Linked DNA regions of Mus musculus: region 2 is linked to region 1. The links are chromatin contacts, called in public HiChIP or PLAC-seq maps. All regions are on one chromosome and are shown on one strand. Each heading gives the region's core, a stretch centred on a gene start, on an enhancer-like site or on the middle of the called end of the contact. The rest is flanking DNA. Distances are from core to core; before and after follow the strand shown. Region 1 has its middle 17 kb from the start of Nfasc. Region 2 holds the start of Ppp1r15b (protein phosphatase 1, regulatory subunit 15B).

Region 1 (2,922 bases), core at 238-2,737:
ACTGTAGCTCATATTTCATGTTCACCTGTTTCTGAAAGTCACCTCATTCTTTTTACGGTGGGAATAATAACCAGCTCCCTGAATATAGATCATTTCTATACAGTATGGCATTATAAATAATAATGTGAGACATACCCATCTCGATGGCATCCAATGCAGTCTAATGCTTATGCAGTTAGTATTGTTTACATGTCACTGAGGGATCAGCTTAAAAATTCAGATTCCAGGGCTAGAGGGATGGCTCAGCAGTTAAGGACACTGACTGCTCTTCCAGAGGTCCTGAGTTCAATTCCCAGCAACCACATGGTGGCTCACAATCATCTGTAATGGGATCCTATGCCCTCTTCTGGGGTAGGTGGTAGTGGTGTTGTGTCTGAAGGCAGCTACAGCGTACTCATATACATAAATAAATAAATCTTTAAAGAAAAAATTGGATTCCAGTTTAGTATATCCAAGGGAACTTGGGGTCTAGGATCTGTAACAGGTTCCCAAAGTCTTCACAGTCCTGTGTGTGTGATTCACCTCTCTAGTATGTGTCCAGTCACTTGGGGAGGAAGGAGCATTCACAAGCAGTCTGACCCTGTCTTTGAAGGGCTTGAACAGTGAGGAATTTTCCATTAAGTCAAGTCTATTTCTAAGCCCTGGTTCTGCCACCTGGGCACAGGCCTCGCTCCTGTGCCAAGGCTTTAGCATTTTGCTTAGACCGTCTCCATGGCTTCCCTTTTTCCACCTGTGCCACAGATGCCCAAGTCCTGGGAGGGCAAAGAAGAGCTTGTTCCAGCTTCGAACCCAGTCTCTGACCTAAGCTCTCCCTATGCCTGCCTGGCCACGGAAGGCCATGAAGTGTTCTCAGCCATGCCTCCAACCCCCATGCTTCTAAAGAAGACTCTCCTAGTCTAACAGGATGGGGGTGGCTGGTTGGGTGGATTCCGAGAAGGAAGAATTGAGTAGAGGAAGAAGGCCCTAGTGGTGTGCTGGCAAATGCTTAGCTGGCTCAGCTCTCTGCTCTCCACAGCAGCAGCAGCAGCAGCAGCCGGCTGACACCACAGCCCTGATGTCTAGCACTCAATTGTTTCGGTGGTGTCTAGTCTCCCTCCACCGCCAGTGTCTAGCTGGCAGAGTACCATCACTGCATGTGGTAACAGTTAGAGCAGTCCCAAGCAACAGAGACAGTAAATGTAAAAATCCCCAGTGACACTAGATTGTAGCGTAATCATTAGAAAATTAGGAGTTTTAGTGCTTGCCGTATTTTTAATGTATTTAGTTGTAAATTTTTAACGAAGGCTATATTTAGCAACACGTCTTCGAAATATAGCTATCTGCTCTCATGAGCATGTTTGAGCCAGCTCCAGCTAGTCCTTTTGGGCCTCCGCTTTGATAGTTGGAATTTATCTTCAAGGACAGACAAGCCTTGGAGGCTCCTTACTGCCTATGCCTTTGAGACGCTCCCATTGATGCTAGCATCAGCGCTCTGTCACCCCCTATCGTCGACACCAGTGTCTACAAGTACCAGGGAGCCTTACTTTCTGGGACAGATTTGTACACCCCAGCGTAGGTAGAGTAGTCCCCTTATGCAGCCTTTTTGCGTGATTCTTCAGCTCTATTATGCACCCCATCATTTGGGGCGAGTAGAGGTAGTAATCACGCGGCATCTCATTCTGACTTTGAAGGGCTCAGTGAGGGTTTTCCTATTAAGTCAGTCTATTTCTAAGCCCCAGTACTGTGCCCTGGGCACAGGCAGAGGAGGTCCGCTCTCTATCGTCAGCCAGCTACTCTCTCCGTACCCACCAGAGCAACGGGTCCTTTGAGCTCAGACCCTCCCGCGGGGAGATGCAGTCAACCTTACCTGGAGCTGTAGCGCCATCTAGTGTCTCTGTAGGGACATTGTCGCGTTCACCGGCTCTTCAGCCCCGCCCGGGCACCCCTGAGTATGCTGTGCTGATTTTGTCTGAAGTAGAAAGTCTCTCCAGACATCCACATCAATGTGGATCACAGCTGAGAGCTCCAGCCTGGGCAACCCCGGGGTTCCTCTCAGCCAGCAGCTTTCAAGCCTCATCGCCTAAGACCACCTGTGAGAAATACATTTACAATAGACACAGCAGTCCAGGATATCCTGTGTAGAGAAGGTTCGAGAAACCATGTCTACCCTTGCTGTGTATAATGCATTTGGACAGTTCTGTTATTATTCTTTTTTTCCCATTAGAGGAAAAATAAAGAAAAGCCAGACACAACTTCAGCAAAGAGAACAACTTATTCACTGATTGGTCATTTACCTGTTGTTTGCAAAATCTAGCCTAGACTAACAAATCAGTTCACTGAGGACCAAAGAAAGAAGAAATGAGCTCCCCCAGCGAACCAAAGGCAGATCCATCAAGGTCCAGGTTGCTGCTGTCTAACCCTGCACTCTTTTCCTCTAGTCGCTGGCCTTTTCTGGGCTCTTACTTAGCATGGAAGCCCAGAGGCCCCACTGGCCTTGGTCTGGACATTTAGGCCACATGGATGTGTGTGCAGGTGCCCCATAGCCCCAGAGCCCCAGAGGCCAAGGTCCACCATCTTCTGGAGAGGAGCTTCTTTTTGTAGCACCAGGCAGGTTTACTAATGGGGAGGACAAAGGCAGGTCAACAGGTGGTATTAGCATTCTTACTCCAAGTCACAGGCCTAAAAGTAGCCTCTGGGATGTCTGTCTGTCTGTATTTTTTTAAAGACTTATTTATTATGTGCATTAAGTATATAGTGTGTGCATGCCTATATACCAGAAGAGGGCATCAGATCCCATTACAGATGCACGTGCAGGTATACACATGTCAGAGCATGCATGTAAAGATCAGAGCCACCATGTGATTGCTGGGATTTGAACTGAGGACCTCTGGAAGAGCAGTCAGTGCTCTTAACCGCTGAGCCATCTCTCCAGCTCCCCTGTCT
Region 2 (2,922 bases), core at 108-2,607, 370 kb before region 1:
CAACCATCTTCAGAAAGATAGCAGCTCTCTGGGGTTAGTGTTCGGAAACCCACAAACTGGCCACCTCCAGCGCTGCTCTGACAGCGCAGCCCTAACTGGGGAAGGTAGTCCAGGTAGGAAGGGTTCAGGAGATAGGAAACTACCTTGAAATTACCTAAGCTCTGAACGCTCAGAGGCCCAGAGGATGAAGAGTCAAGTTCTCGGTGGGAGACTAGACCAGCTTGAAGGCTACTGGGCAGCAACTCCACTCCCCACAGCTGCTGCTCCAGGAGGAAAGTGGGCGCTGCAGAGTCTAAAGCTCTTTCCTGGGCCTTGAGTTTTAACTCCAGGTCTGAGGACGAGCACTGCCACTGGAGTCCCTCCTCTAGCCAATCAAGAGAACTGACAACCAAGTCTTCCGAAGAGTCCAGCCGCAGTGAACTCAGAGACTTCTGCACCGTGGGAGCGGCAGATTCCTCCCGTCCTCTCAAAGCTCTCAGGGCGCTGTAACTTGCGGCAAAATCTAGCCATCTGGTAGGAATCAGGCCCCCGAAAAGCTGGCTCCAAAGCAGCAGCTTCTGGAATAGGCTAGGGAGCAGGGCAAGGAGCTGAGAAAGCAATTTGGTCCAGTACCTGGTCCGACGCTCGGGCAGAGCGGAGTTCCCGGGATTTTGTCGAGAGGAAGGCGGCGGGAACTCCGAAGAGCAGGCGTGCGATCGCCGAAGGAAGGGCAGCCGGAACCAGGAGCCCAGCCGAGGGCCAGGCCGCTTCCGGGCCCTGTGCGTTCCTGTCTCCATCTCCTTTCCTTGGCGGCTTCTCAGACAGGAGGAGGACAGAGCTCAGCGGCGTCAGCGCAGGCTGGATCCGAGGTCTACACAGTCTCCGCCTTGCCCAGCCACGGAGTGGGTACTGCAGTCCGATTCCCGCGCCGGCAGAGGAGGCCCAGAGAGCGGCGGCTTCCGCAACGAGTGCTGCACCGGACGGCCCAGAGGCCCGCGCAAGCGGTGGCGACCGCGGTTAGGTCCATCCCGGCTAGGGAAGGAGACGTCCTAGGCCGTGTGAGATCGCTCCACCATAGAGAAGACCCTCCCTCGCGCGGCGGCGACGGAGACGACGGCGGCGTTTCCGGTGGCCCGCACGGAGGCGCGAAACGCCAAGGCGGAAAGGGTGGCTGGGTGGCAGGCGAGGGCGCAAAGAAGCGAAGCTCAAAATGGCCGCAGCCGCACACCCGGAAGCTGCAGGGCGAGACGGAGGACCGAGGGCGTCTACTCCCTACCGCCCAGCGGCGCCTCACGTCATTCGCCGAACCCCCACCCTTGCCTCCCGAGAGGCGGACTTGCCTCACCCTCGTGCGTGGCCTCTGATTGGCCGCGTCTGTGGTCCCTGTCGGCTTCCTTACTCGGGGTAGAGCGGGGCTCGCACGCGGCGAGTTGCATCAGCCGGACCTAGGATGTACGCTTGCGCAGTCAGTTCATTCTGGTCTCCTAGGAGACTCCGCGCCCCACCCTCTAGGTCAAAGGGAATGGCTGGGGAGGTGAGTGGGTTTCAAGAGAACCCGAGAATTCTCCCGAGCCCTTTTTTATGGATCCGATTGCTAGGCAAATTATCCGCTTATCTGACACGTGTATCGGTCTTCTCCTATTAAGGGCGTAGGAAGACTGGAGTGAAACGATGTAGGCAGTGCTGTATAACCAACTCGCCTGGTGCTAAGACACACATCATCCCTAGTGAATCATAGTGAAACTGAATCACTCACACATTCCTGTCCCCTCTGCTTTAGGATTTCTAAGTCTCTAGCATTGCCTGTGATCTAATTTGGACATCTTTCAGGGTCCATTTGACAAAATACCCCTCAGAAAGAAAAACGCGGTGTTACTAGCAAGCTGAAGTCACAGGTGGGAAGATAACTGTTAACTAACTCAGAAACAGCGCGTTCAATTCACTTATTTCCTCAGTAACAAGAGCCACAGAGTAGAGCATCCGGCGAAGGATAACACATTGGTGACTTTTGTCCTCTGAAAAATATTGGCTGATTAATTTTAATTACTGTAATAAGGGGAGGATTTTGTTTGTTTGAAACAGATTTTACTATGAAGCTCAGGCTGGCCTCAAACTAACCACAATCTTTCTGCCTCGGCCTTCCAACCAAGTACTGGCTGATTTATCTCTTACTAGTTTGGTTTCTTTCTTCCTTTTTTATTTTTATTTTTTTCTTTTCTTACTTATCTATTTATTTGTTTATTTGAGGCCGGGTCTCTCTACAGAGCCCTGACTGTTTGGAACTGGCGATGTAGACCAGGCTGGCCTTGAACTTATTAGTTCTGTCTCTTCCTCTCCAGCAAAGAGATTAAAGGCATGCACCACCATGCCTGGTCTTTAGTTCACTTTCTTATTCTCATTTTAATCCACAATGCAAAGACCAAGTGGCTATCACAGAGCGTAGTGGTTACACTAAGGAGGAGAATCTTGCTGCCCTGGGGGAGGGTCAGCTGATCCTCATGACTTGTTGAGCAAGGAACAAGCTCTTTCTTCCCTGAAACCAAGAGTTTTTACTGTTTACGCCCCCACAACATCTTATTACTTGTGTCTGGCAGTAACTGGTTTCTTAATCCTAAAAGCTTTAGGAAAACGTAATTAGCAATGAGTCGTTTTTTTCATAGTAGCAGGAGGTCCGAGTATGCAAATAAGTTACTTCGGGCTTCAGTTCCTTTTGGGGTGAAGCCGAGAGGATCATCTAACCGCTGGGTGAGGGGCTGTATCCCCAGGCAGAGAGGGTAGGAACACAAACACTAGCTAATATTCTGCTCTCGTTCTTCTTTACAATCCTCCATTGTTTACCACTGCCTACAAAATAAAGAAAGGCTCTGTTCAGCCTGCGCTGCCCGAATGCTCTCCAGCCTTCGCTTCTGCGGCTCCTCCTCTGGAGCACAGGACTTGTCCTTC

Evidence for each region. HiChIP or PLAC-seq counts read pairs in DNA pulled down with a chosen protein or histone mark.
Region 2: a contact with region 1 is called in an H3K4me3 HiChIP or PLAC-seq map of stem cell-derived neural progenitor cells, with 2.9 times the contacts expected there. The contact joins the promoter of Ppp1r15b here to the enhancer-like site in region 1. A contact is called at or near these places in 3 of 39 promoter capture datasets (hippocampal neurons, pre-B cells and stem cell-derived epiblast-like cells), 1 of 15 datasets of contacts at CTCF or cohesin (embryonic stem cells), 1 of 484 Hi-C or Micro-C datasets (embryonic stem cells) and 10 of 115 datasets of contacts at active chromatin or transcription factors (astrocytes, embryonic forebrain, embryonic hindbrain and 4 more).

The regions. Positions count from the first base shown.
Region 1 is chr1:132,757,731-132,760,652 of GRCm38.p6, reverse strand. No RefSeq gene overlaps it. Among named protein-coding and RNA genes, the nearest start is that of Nfasc, 17 kb to the right of the region's middle. Within about 2 kb of position 1,487, at least 119 of the 459 cell types and tissues checked have an H3K27ac peak or open chromatin away from gene starts, as enhancers often do. A contact at or near this core is called in astrocytes, hippocampal neurons and stem cell-derived neural progenitor cells, where this site is marked.
Region 2 is chr1:133,129,601-133,132,522 of GRCm38.p6, reverse strand. Ppp1r15b (protein phosphatase 1, regulatory subunit 15B) reads right to left here and starts at 1,357. Exons shown (of 2, transcript NM_133819.3): 1 at 1-1,357. The coding sequence starts at 776.